Linked DNA regions of Oryctolagus cuniculus: region 2 is linked to region 1. A link is a contact called in public Hi-C data. All regions are on one chromosome and are shown on one strand. The core of a region is the stretch at or near the end of the contact, and the rest is flanking DNA. Distances in the headings are between cores, read along the strand shown.

What was found. Hi-C and Micro-C count contacts between places; a contact is called where the count stands out from the background.
Region 2: a contact with region 1 is called in a Hi-C map of embryonic fibroblasts, with 6 times the contacts expected there. The contact joins the enhancer-like site here to the promoter of KCNQ5 in region 1. A contact is called at or near these places in 2 of 6 Hi-C or Micro-C datasets (embryonic fibroblasts and skin fibroblasts).

The regions. Positions count from the first base shown.
Region 1 is chr5:99,970,353-99,976,913 of mOryCun1.1, forward strand. It overlaps KCNQ5 (potassium voltage-gated channel subfamily Q member 5), which reads right to left and starts at 3,720. Exons shown (of 13, transcript XM_051854552.2): 1 at 3,193-3,720. The coding sequence starts at 3,593.
Region 2 is chr5:100,196,743-100,203,303 of mOryCun1.1, forward strand. No RefSeq gene overlaps it. Among named protein-coding and RNA genes, the nearest start is that of KCNQ5, 230 kb to the left of the region's middle. Within about 2 kb of position 2,784, at least 1 of the 8 cell types and tissues checked has an H3K27ac peak or open chromatin away from gene starts, as enhancers often do.

The sequences.
Region 1 (6,561 bases), core at 2,470-4,969:
AAGATACACTGGACACAGTGACAAGTTACAAGCATTTGTAACACTGTTTCCTGTACAATTTCTCAGAACCACACTTACTGGATCAATGCAAATTTATAATTGGAGCCCCTTTGTGGGTTCCATTACTACCATGGTTATACTTCTAAAATTTTCCTATAAAGAGAAGGAATTAAAAAGGAACAAACAACATTCACAGAAATATGTCACCTCATATTTGAATAGCTTGTCTAGTAAACTGCAGAGCAGGTGAAGACAGGAAACTGACTAGCTGGCTGGTAAATCCTGAAGAGCAATCAAGGCACAGTGCTCCTAATCTCCACTAATTTACAGAGATTGGAAGAAAGTATTTGAAGTAGGTCGTCTCTTGCTCTGGCCAGCCACCCTACAGGTAGGCTAGGATACAAACTCTTGGAACCACATTTTATGGCATTAAAATATCATTATAATAATTGTTTCATATTTAACAGAAATTTTTGTTTTACCTGAAACAGAGCTTTAAGCATACTTTTCTTATTTCTTGGCGGTGAAAATACTGGTTGACCAAGTGCATTCATTGATGAACTGCCTCATTAATCACAGTGCACTTGTTTTTGGCAAGAACCTTAATGTGCTACAAAAACTGTTATTAATGTAAGATTTGGGGATTCCCACGCTGGCAGGGAATTAGTTAGTTACAACTCTCTAGAAATTGTTTTCTTATAATTTGCTGTATTATTAATGGTCTGGTTAGGCTTATAGCTCAAAGCAACTTTGCTTTACTAATTTAATGTGTGAAGTCCACCTACACTACAACTCATTTAAAATCACAAGCAGCAATTGCCAAAAATGGCCTCTTTCTCCATGGTCTGCTGCAATGGCACACAATGCTCCCTGAAGACGCTACCAGCACTTCCTTCTTTGTGCTGCTATGGGTCTGCTACCCACATCTGTTGCTCAGATACTATGGTTTCAGACTCTTGAAGTGTGTAATGCACAACTTCACATTACTTACAACATATTGACAAGTCCATAAGCTATCTCCTATCTACCACCAAAGACACTGCTAGACCAATAAAGCCAGGGAAACAGAAGTGTATCCAAACTTGAGCCATTTGAGAAAACATTTATTAATATTTAAAAATCCTGTAAGGCCACGAAAATCTGTTAAACACCAAAAACACTCAAAAGAAAATGTTGCATTGCAGGAGGTTCTCATTGCTGTTCAAGAACAACACAGGAAATACAAAGTATGTCCACCAATCAAAGTTGTCTCTAACCTTTCCTGAATACAAAATGCATAAATTACCCAAAAAAAAAAAAAAAGAAAGCCTATAAATGGCATCATATTGAAAATTCCAAGTCATGACTATTCTGGGCATACTCTGGTAGAAACAGTCACTACCCATGCAGTATATATTTCCTGCCAGATTGAGCATTCACTTTGCTAAATGTTTTAGGATATTCTGACAGGTCAAAATAATTCACTAGGCTCATTAAGTAATAGGATTAATTACAGATCAACCCAACGAGATGAACATGGGAAACAACAGTAGTGTTTCTCTGTGTCTATCACGCATGACGGTAATCACATCCAAATCAATGAGGCTCTTGCAATCAGTGAATAACAGAAAGTTGTGTCTTTTGAAGCAATAATGACACAACAGGATATCGTCTTTGTGTACACTGTGAAGCAGAGAGTTGACTGGAATATTCTACCTCACACCACACAATCTGGGACTGTAAAATTTTCCAGACACCAGAACCCCACAGATTGTAGACTTCACCAATTTCCTGACTCCTACGTGGTCAAATTCCAGGTTCACCTATTTACAAAACCAGCCCCTTCTTTTATGTTGTCTTAAAAAAAGAAATGACTCCGCGTTGACGCCAACCCTTTATCCGGGCTGAGAGATATGTGTGGATGACCCGCCTCATTTCTAAAAGAAATCTAGTTCGTGTGTTCAAAACATATTTCAAAACATATTTTACTACGAAACAAGGAACGCATCAGTGACTGCCTGAACTTTCTCCATGGGTCTCCTAAGACCTAAGTCTTTACATTTCACTTTAACATTAAGAAGCCAGACAGGGTGGGGGTTTGGGGGGAGGGAACTAAAAAGAGAAAAAGAAAAAAGGAGAAAGGGAAAGAAAAAAAAATGAAAAGAGTTGGGGGCGTAGCAGCATAAAAACAGCCTTAAAATGTCCAGATCAACCTCACTCTAACGGGAGATTAAATGAATGGACATTGTGGGAAAAACAGTAGTAAACTTTAAAGCCACTGAAAGGTTTTAAATGCCTAAGGGGAAAATAAACATTTGCTTCCAATCATTTTCTCATTAAGCATTCTCTGCTAGATGGCGAGGGCTGACTTAACACACACACGCACACTTTGACTCCACGCCACAAACGCCGACTTAACCCACTGCCTGATCCCTGTCCGAGACAGCCCATTTGCGCTTCAGCGGGTGCACCTCGGCCCGAGCTCCTGCGCCCCACGGGCTGCGGCCGCAGCGAGGGAGCACGGCTTCGCCCAGCCCGCTCGGCTCTTGGAGACCTTGGCCACTTTCTCTGTGGCAGGAAGGGCTCCACGCACTGACAGATTTTCCGTTAGTGGTGGCTGGGGTGGTGGCGAGGCATGCTTCCGGACGCACTTAAAACCCAGCCGCTGTCTCCACCAAGTAGCAGCTTCCCCTGCTCCGCCCCCAGCACCGAGGACCCAGCCCTCGGTGTCTCCTCTCTCCACCCTGTCCCAACCTGCCAGCACCTCCCCTGTCTACTCTCGAGCCTCAAAGGGCGCAAATCCTCCCTTTGCATTTCCCAGCTCCCGGGCGCCCCGCTCGGTTGAAGTTTACGTATCTCAGGACCTAATTGCTCCCCATTATCCGCGTAGCTTAAGTCTGCCGGGTTCTCCCGCCCCAGGTGCCTGAAGCTACTACCAGGCAATTCATTGGGTGTCCTCAGGGAGACGGGTGCAAAGCTGCGGCTGTGGGACAGGTGGGGATGGGGAGGTGCATGGCTCCAGGAGAAAGCCCACTAACACGTGCAATGAAATAAAACCCCCACGTGTGCGCGCGTGAGTGTGTGTGTGTGTACGCGCGCGCTTATGCGCGCGACGGGCCAAGGCGCAGATGCCAAGCACGTTCCAGGGCACCCAGCTCAAGGGGCTTCAGGAGCGGGCGTGGCGAGGGGCGCGCGGGGGGCGCGGGTACTCACACGAACGCGTGGTAGACGAACGCCCAGCCGCGGGGTCTCTCCAGCACGTTGTACAAATAGTTCTGCACCCGCCGGTACTTGACGTTGCGCCGGCAGCTCTGGCTACTCGTGTAGGAGAGCGGCTTCCCCAGCAGGCTCATCCGGGCCCCCTGCTTGCCCCGGCGGCTCTCCCTCAGGCCGCCGCTGCCGCCGCCGAGCGCGGCCGCGCGGGTGCCCAGCAGCAGCAGGCCGTCGCCCCTGGCGGCCGCCGAGTTCAGCAGCACCCTGCCGCGGCCCGACTCCACATCCTTCATGCCGCTGCCCAGGCGCCCCCCGCCCGCCGCCGCCGCCGCCGCCGCGCCGCTCTTCACCCAGAGCCCGGCGGCGCCGCCCTCCTCTCCTCCCGCGTGGTGGCGGGGCATGGCATCACCACGGGCACCGCGAGGGGGGCGCCAGCGCCTGCGTCGGGGGCAGCGGCCTCATGTGCGGCGGCAGCCGACGGGGCGCCCGCCGGCCAGCGACCTTCCGCCGGGGAGGGGGCGGGAAGCCGGCAGCCAGCACAGCCCCCGGGCTTCGGGGCGGGGGCTCAGGGGCGTGCGGAGGAGGCCGACGAGTCTCAATTGCTTGCAGCTTGTAGCTTCGGAGTTCGGAGTCCGGACCTGTTGGGGGCGTCGCCGGGAGAGGGTTTCTCTCGCGCCCTCGTATTCCCGCGGCTACCACTGCCTCCTTGCCCAAGTGCCCCCAGGGCTGGAGCGGGGGAGTGCGGGGCGCTCTGAGGCGGCGCGCTCCCACGCGCGCACGCCCAGCCCCAGGCTCTCCGTTTCTCCGCTCTTTCCACTCTCCACGCCCAGCCTGTGTCTGCTCCCCTCTCCGCGGTGCGAGTGCGGGTTGCTTCTCCCGGGGGCTTTGGAGCTAGCTGTCCGGAAGGTTAAGTCGGCCAGGTGCCCCGAGGAGAAACGGGAGACGCAGGTCGCTGCGCTCTCCAGCCGCTACGCCGCGCCAGGTCCTGCCATCCTCCCGCAAAGGGTGCGAGCGGGCACTGCCCAGCCCTGCCCTGCCCTCCAGGTAGCAGCTCGGCCGGCCGGAAGGGGCGCGAGGGGCGACGCTCTGGGCGCAGCCAGCCAGTCCTCGGCAGCTCAGTGGGCAGGGCCGAGGGACGCGTCTGCTGAGCCCGCGAGGCAGGCACTGGGCATCTTCCCGCGGCTCAGTCCAGCCTGCGGGCTGTGACTTTCCATGCCAGCCTCAGAACGCAAGCCCGCGGCTAACTGGACATCCTTCGCGGCACGGGGGTGGGGTGTGGGGAGGGCGTCAAACTCCGAAGTGGCTCCTTTGCGGTGAGCGAGCTGCCCCCGGGGCTCCGCCTGACAGCCGAGCCTTGGAGACCAAACCCAGTTCCCTCCGTAAAGAAATTTCCATTTAAGTCCGAGAAAGTCATAAAACTGCTAAGTCGCGGTGGCGGTGGCGGCGGCGGCCCCAGTGCCTGGGAGAGGAATCCTGGAGGGTGAGGAGCCCCAGGACAAGGCTTCTCCGGTTCCCACCCCGCCCCTGCGCGCTGCTCTAACTTACTGGGTGAGAAACGTGCTGCGAGGAACCTCCGGCTGGGGTTCCCGCCGCCTCAGGCAGCCAGGCGCCCCAGAGCCTGCGCCTTTGGTCGGGAGGGAAGCCACGGGGCCACTGGCCTTCCGTGTGTGGGATAACGCCTAAGCGGTTAAACATCACACACCGCTTGGGGGAACTTCCTCCAGCAGAGTGGCTTTGCTCCCAAATGAGAGAGAAAGCAATCTCCACTTAGACTGAACTAAGCTTGCAAGGTGTATTATTCCGCGTGCCTTTCTCCTTCCCTAATCCTAAAGTAATACTAAGGCAAAAGTCTTATTTCGGCTGTCTCCACCCCTCTGAGATAAACACTCTACCAATTCCCGCTTCTACCCACACACACACCCGCCGCAGCTGCTTTCTGGGTCCCGCAATAGCTGAATTGAAATACTGTACTTTTACTTTTCATTGTTGTCGCTATTGTTTGCGCGAAGCCCTCTCCCGTGCTCCTGGTCGCCAGCAAGACCTTGCTTTCCCCCAAGCCTCTGGGCAGCAAGCACCAGCTCTGAGCTCGGTGCAGCTGGCGGCGGTGCCACGTGACTGTGAGCCAAGCACCAACACCCAGAGTCACTCTCGCTTTCCCCTAATACACTTCACACCCACGCACTGTGGAGGTGCGAGAGAGATTGCTCCGTGCCCTTCTATTCGAGGCAGCTGCAGAGAGCACCCTTGAGCAAGCTCTCCAATCCCAGAGCTGCGGCGGGGACCCCCACTGAAGGCGGGGGGGGGGGGGAGTTTGCTGCTGCTATATTTAGACTCCCCACGGAATTTCTGTGCAGGGACTTTCAGAGTGAAAGATCTGGAAACTTAAAATGACTTGTGTGCGCGCTTTAAACGAAAATCTTGGCTGTTTCGCAGGCAGTAAAACGAAAACCACTTCCTCTTACCCGAACTGTTTTTGTAGCAGACTTCTACTACAGCTGGGGTAGGTCAGGTCGCTTCAGCTTCACCGCGCCTTTGGGTCCCAGTGCAGGCAGGAAGTTTCAGGAAGGCAGGGCGCAAGGACACGTTTCCCTGGGAAGAGAGCCAGCTGCTTGATTTTCAAGTAATGCTTTCCTGGGGGTGCAGCAATAATGTAGTGAAACAGCTATGTCAGTTAAGCAAATATCATTACATTTTTTAAGACATCAGATCCAATGATTGGTAGGTTTAGAGCTGAGAGGGACCTTTTTCAAAAAAATTATGATTTTCTTTCAAAAAATGTTTAAGATATATTTATTTATTTGAAAGAGTTACAGAGGGAGAGAGAGAAAAGAGACAGGGAGAGAGAGATCAATCTTCCATCCACTGGTTCTCTCTCTCCAGGTGGCCAAAACCGAGTCTCCCATGTGAGTTCAAGGGCCTTAGAACTTGGGTCATCTTCCCCTGCTTTCCTAGGCCATTCATTATCAGGGAGCTGGATTGGAAGCTGAGCAGTCAGGACTTGAATCAGAACCCATATGGGATGCTGGCACTTCAGATGGCAGCTTAACTTGCTATGCCGCAGCACCTGCCCCTCTTTTCAAAATTTTTAATGAATTTATTTGAAAGGGAAGGAGTGGGAGAGGCAGAGAAAAAGAGAGAGAGAACCCTCCCACTGAACTCAGTACAGGGCTCCCACATGAGTGGCAGGGTCCCAGCAACCTGAACCATCACCTGCTGCCTCCCAGGGTACATTAAGAGGAAGTTAGGGACTGACTCCAATATTCTGGCATGTGGTCTTCCAACCTGTAGCTTAGCTGCCAGGCCAAATACCCACCCCTGGGAGGGACCTTAGATCCTTTCTTCTTAATAAGCTTTGCCTAGATAAATAAC
Region 2 (6,561 bases), core at 1,534-4,033, 230 kb after region 1:
AACCGGCCATCAGTGGACTCCCCCTCCTGGGCCCGGGTGCTGACTGGCTGTACCCATGGCCTCCAGCAATTGGTGGTGGTGGAAGACCCAGCAAAGTGTGAGCCCTGGGCAATCAAATTATGTGTAGACACAGAGAGCCTTTCATGTCTAGGGACATGGATAGCAGGTGACAATACATCTACAGAAATACTGAAGCCACTGTGTCCTGGAAAGTGCAAACTGTGTCCTTAAACAGCTGGTGTTTTTTTTTTTTTTGGTTTTTTTTTTTTTTTTTTTGACAGGCAGAGTGGACAGTGAGAGAGAGAGACAGAGAGAAAGGTCTTCCTTTGCCGTTGGTTCACCCTCCAATGGCCGCCGCGGCCGGCGCGCTGCGGCCGTCGCACCGCGCTGATCCGAAGGCAGGAGCCAGGTGCTTCTCCTGGTCTCCCATGCAGGTGCAGGGCCCAAGCACTTGGGCCATCCTCCACTGTCTTTCTGGGCCACAGCAGAGAGCTGGCCTGGAACAGGGGCAACTGGGAAAGAATCCGGCGCCCTGACCGGGACTAGAACCCGGTGTGCCGGCACTGCCAGGTGGAGGATTAGCCTATTGAGCCGCGGTGCCAGCCAAACAGCTGTTTTTTAAACATAAGTTTCATGGACAGAATACAGGTCTCTCTCCTCTCTTGGCCCCTGAGAAGCAAGTGAGGGTGGTAGAAAGGAAAGACCCAAAGGTATTCCAATCTGTCTTCATTGAAAATGGGGTGGGGGAGGGACCTGAAATTTTTGTTTGTGAATGCTAGCTGTTAACCAGGGAAAAAGAGCCTCTGTCGTACATTCCAGTTTCCAAAGCACTTCCACAAATTACCCTGCACTTTTACTACCTTCTTGCACAGATGTGGAAAAGACGTCAAATGACTTATGCAAATAGCACAGTAACTACTCTGGTAGATAGTGACGAGAATACTGACCAGACGGAACCCTTCTTCTTCTCTTAATCAACAACTTTTTATCTCTCTAAGCTAAACAAGGGGTCATTTTGAAGTGATACTCAAATGATGATTAAATTTGTTGTTTTTTTTTTTTTTTTTAAGATTATTTATTTATTTGAAAGTCAGAGTTACATAGAGAGAGGAGAGGCAGAGAGAGAGAGAGAGAGAGAGAGGTCTTCCATCCACTAGTTCACTCCCCAGTTGGCCACAGTGGGTGCAGGGGCCCAACGACTTGGGCCATCTTCCACTGCTTTCTCAGGCCACAGCAGAGAGCTGGATTGGAAGTGGAGCAGCCGGGTCTTGAACTGGCGCCCATATGGGATGCTGGCACCGCACCGCAGGCCAGGGCGTTAACCCACTGCGCCACAGCACCGGCCCCTCAAATGATGATTAAATTTGAACAGCTCTTTAAATTTTTAAAATCACTTTTTAGGAAAAAAATGCTCCCATTAGCACGATGGCATTAAAAATAATTCATTGAGAATGGATGATGTTTTGAGAACAGTTCTAAGCACATTTGCATGTATTGCCAGCTTAATTCTTTTAGGTAAGGGGCATTATTTATCCCAATTTGGGGATGAGGGATCTGAAAAACACAGTGTTTAAGTTACACGCCAAAGGGCCATGCAGTTAGTGATTGGCGGAGCTTGGATTTGACCCCTAAGGTATCCTGTCCATGTGCTTGCGCTGCTGTCATTACGCACACATCATCAGGACCCAGCTGGATCCCCCCCACCCTGGTATCTATGCCCCCTCACCTCTCACAAGAGGCCTGTGCCAGTAAGTGAGGCTCTGCAGGACCTGTCTCATGGCCCAGATGTCATCTGGCACAATGGCTAGGGTCACTGCTTTGCATCGGATAGAACTGGCTGCAGATAGTGGCACAGCAACTAGCTATTTTGATGTCTAAGCCACTTACTGGGATTCAGTTCCTTTTTCTATAAGGGCTGGCAGTACTACCTCTCTTATAGGGTTGGAAGGAATATGAAAACTAGATGCAATAACCATATAAACTCCTGGCAACTAGTGAGGCTTTAATGTGTTGATAATTGGCTTTTGTTGTACTAACCTTTCTGAAAATCCCACTCTTTGGCTGTGTCTGTTTCACCTTCTATTACTTTTCACCAAGGCAGGACAACCACATAGTTATTGAGGATCTGCCGTGTCAGACACTGTGCTGGACACTTGCAATAGAGAGATAAACATGATCTTCGATCACAGGAAGGTGTTTGAATGGCAAAACAACATTCCCAAAATAATTATAGCAGAAGAAGATCACTGAAGTTTGAATACTATACTAAGGAAGCAAAGGTAAAGAACTCATTCTACTTGGTGGAGAGGAGGGTCAAGAAAGTTCATGGTTGTACAATAAACAAGATGAAGAAATGGCTTCACCCTGTTTCCTCACCTTGAGGGGAAGATGGTACAAAAGCCTTTCTCTGTAGCCCTAACTGAGGGCATCCAAGACAAGGCAGGAATACTGTCAGAGGCTGACCTGGTTATTGCTTTCTCAGACTTGTCTGCCAAAGGAAAGGTAAGACTTCTGTGCCTGGCGAAGACAATGGTTCCCCACGTGGCTCAAAAGTTTGGGCTTCAGCTTTCTAAGTCCTCTGTTTTGTTCTTGAGAAGGCTACTTCCTTCATTGCTAAGAGTTGCCATTCACATGGGCTCTGCTGTGGGAGACAATGGGTGTGATCCATCATCCGCTTTTGTCCTGCTCACTGAAAATACATGTCTTTCATGTGAAATTATGCTCTCAGCTCCACCAATCAACCAGCAAACCAGACAGCCCCAATCTCTCCTGCAGCAGTTTCCTTGGCAACCAGGGCCCAGACAGAGAGCTTGCCAGCTCACCATGGGACCAAGTGAAACCCTGCAGCCCTGTCAGGTGCCCTCTGCTTTTAAGCACTGAGAGACCACACGGGAGACTCTCTCTGGAACAAATGCCAACTCAGGTGCCATCGTTTTTTATTTGAAGAGCACCTTTCATCTGGGAACCTCAAAGCAGGAATGCTTGCACAACATGGGTCTTACCTTATTGAGATGCATGTCATCATTGTCACGTTCCTGTAAGGGATCGGGAGTGGGAAAAAGAATCAAAGGAATCTCCAGTGGGCTCTTTCGTCCTATTTTTTTTTAATTCCATGTTCCTGACACTCCCTTAGACTTGCTCTTTTGGTTGCCTGTGAAATTACCATCCTCAGTAGCCATAGTCAGGATCACAGAATATTGTTCAATTCTCCAGGCAGTGCTGCCCCATCAATCCTCCTTACTCACCAAACCTGAACCCAACTGATGTCCAAATTGGGTGTTTCCCTTGCAGTTAGTCCTCCAGCTTGTCCGGGATTGCAAAGAGAGGATCTTCTCTTCTCTCCCCTTGCCAATTGCTGCTCACACCTACATGCTCCTAAGGAACTCCAATGAGAGAAAAATACAGCAGATGCCCACTTGGGTAAAGAAAATGCACCTCCTTACAGCAAGGAGGCTCCAACTTTAATATCTATCCAAGTCATGTGGGGGTCATCTGGAGTGACAGATTCTGATTGAGTCCTTCCGGGGCAGCACATCTGGGTCTGCATTTCTGACAAGCTCCCAGATCATGCTAATGCTATTGGTCACATCAGAGGACTACACTGTGAGTAGCAAGGGCCCAAGCTCCAGGTCTGCATATATGTGTGCCCTGTATGTACTATGAAGGAGGACCAGAGAGAAAAGCAGTCCTGTAGGTCTTTTTGTATTGCAAAGCACTCACACTCATCCCTCTTTGCAAGCAAGGTAAGTTGTATTATTTCTATTTTTCCTGCCCAATGACAAATAGCTAATGAGATTCTGGACCCAAGGATTCACAATGGTTGAAAGACTAATATCTAGAGTATTTTTGTGTTTATTTTGTCCATTGTTACATTTGTATGCAAACTAGAATATGGTTGTTATTAATGACATACAGGCACACTAAACCCAAGTTACCAGGAGCTTAAGTTACTATGTGCCATTTCATAGAATTACAGAAGAGAGAGATAGCCCAGCTTGGGGGAGGGACTTCTTTACCAATGAGCCACTGCAGAAGCACCTGCAGTCAGAGTAGGGTGCACCTTGTTCCTTTGGCCTGACACACTGGCTTCTGTCTAGATTGACTTAAAAACCAGGACACTGATGAGAACAATGAGAGAGGCCAGCGAATAAACTGCCTCCAAATGATAGTGAGACCCCACACCAAAATAAAACCCCACATGGTAGGTCAGAATGTTACCTTATGTGGGAAGAAGAATTTTTTCAAACTGAAAAGGTAGAATGCTATTTTTAAATTAAAAAAAAAATAGCTAACATCTGGGGCCAGAGTTGTGGCACAGTGGGTTAAAGCCCTGGCCTGAAGCGCCAGCATCACATACAGGCGCCGGTTCTAATCCCAGCTGCTCCTCTTCCAATCCAGCTCTCTGCTATGGCCTGGGAAAGCAGTGGACGATGGTCCAAGTCCTTGGGCCCCTGCACCTGCGTGGGAAACCTGGATCCTGGCTTTAGATTGGCACAGCTCTGGCCATTGCAGCCATCTGGGGAGAGAACCAGCAGATGGAAGACCTCTCTCTGTCTCTCTACCTTTCTCTGTAGCTCTGTCTTTCAAATAAATAAAATAAATCTTTAAAAACATACCTGACATCTAAAAGTTGTCTGTATTTATGAGGTTCTACATAAGCTGGATACACATGTGTCTACTCAAACATTATCATTTCCTTATATCTAAAGTATTCACTCTTCCAGTTTTTTTTGGAAAAACACATTATGTCATCATTATGTGCTGTCATTCTATTATGAAATAGAACCCCAGAACTTCTTACTCCCATCTAACTATAACTCAGTGTCCCCTTGACCTACTTTACACCATGTCCCCCATGTGTACCTTCTCAGTCCTCTGGAAATGATCAGTGTACTTTTAGCTTCTATGAGATCACCGTTTTCAGACTTTACACGAGTGAGATCATGTGATACTGTTGTTTGGTGCCCAGCTTTTTGTCACTGAAGAGAAGAACCTTCAGTTCCATCTAGGTCATTTCAGATGAATTTCGCCTTGTGTTATGCTGTGTTTTGTGACTGGATGCCATTCTTTGATAACAGCCACTTACTGGAGTGAGCTGACATCTCACTGTGGTTTTTATTTGCATTTCCCTGATGCTTAGTGGTAGCATGCATTTCTTCCATGTACCTGTTTGCCATTTGGATGTCTTCCTTGGAACAACGTGTGTTTAGATATACTGCCTGTTTTTCAATTATTTGTGGTTTTGTTTTATTGTTATTGGGCTTTTAAAAAAATTTCCTCACATAGTCTCTTTATGAATCCCTTGTCACATTGCCTCGCTTGCAAACATTTTCTCCTGGAAGAAGAATCTTTGCAGACATAATCAAGGAAAAGATCTTAAGCTCATCTTGACAATATGAGCCCTGCCTACACCTAATGACAAATGTTCACATAAGGGATGGAGGAGAGAGAGGGACACAGGAAAGGAAGGTGTCCTACTAGTTCATTTTCTGTTCTATTTCTGTAATGAAATACTTGAGGCTGTGCACTTTATAAAGAAAAGAGGTTTATCTTGTTCAAAGCTTTCGAAGCTGCAAGTCCAAAGTGCATGGCACTGGCTGCATCACATTGCTGTGCAGAGCATCCAGACCAGGAGGCATGGAGAGGGACAGTTCCCAGGATGAGAGACCCCAGGGGAAGACGGGAAGCCAGCACTTGATTCCGGGTCCAGGCTTCCTCTTTTGCAACCACCAACTCATTAGAACCAACAAGGATCCCGCAAGAACCAGATCAGTCCTCCCAAGGGCCACACCCACACTGACCGCCCACTGGTCCCTACCATCCCCTTGATGCCCCCACAGGGAACCACACTCGCACTGGATTGAAATCATCACGGGCATGTGAGCCGCGGCTGGGGTTGTGCTACCAGGAGCCGAGGAAAGCCAAGAGCACCAGCAGCTGAGAACGGGTAGTGAGGGTTCTCCCTGCAGCCCCTGGAGGGAGAGCGACTCTGTACACGCTAGGCGCAGACCTCTGGCCCCCAGAACTGTAAAAGTAAAATGCTTGTTGCTTTAAGCCACCAACGACCTGGTAAATTGTGGCAGCCCTAGGAAACCCACAGGCTTACATATGGTCTGGCCTTGAGAAGCTTCTGCACTCCCAGACACTGCTGGTGCCTCACCTATGTCTGGGCATCCCAGGCACGTGGCCTCAGCTGGACAGGACCGGCTGAGGCCTGGGCTGGAGGATGGTGATGTTGTGGACGTAGGGCTGCGGCAACTTCCTACTAGATAACTGGAGGCATAAAGATCCTCTGACTAAGCACATTTGGGGCCTGAAAATGAACTTTCCATGATCTCCAGGAAATTAGAAAAAAATTCATTCAACAAGACTTCTTGGTGAATTTTTTTTTAATTTTTAATTTTTATTTATGAGGTAGAGAGACTGAGAAAGGCACACGGAGAGAGGCCGCACCAGTTGATCAACTCTCCAAATACCCATGAAAAGTAAGGCTGGGTCAGGGCTGCCTCAGGAAGCAGGGATCTCAACCCAGACCTCCCCTGTGGGTGGCAGGCACCCAGC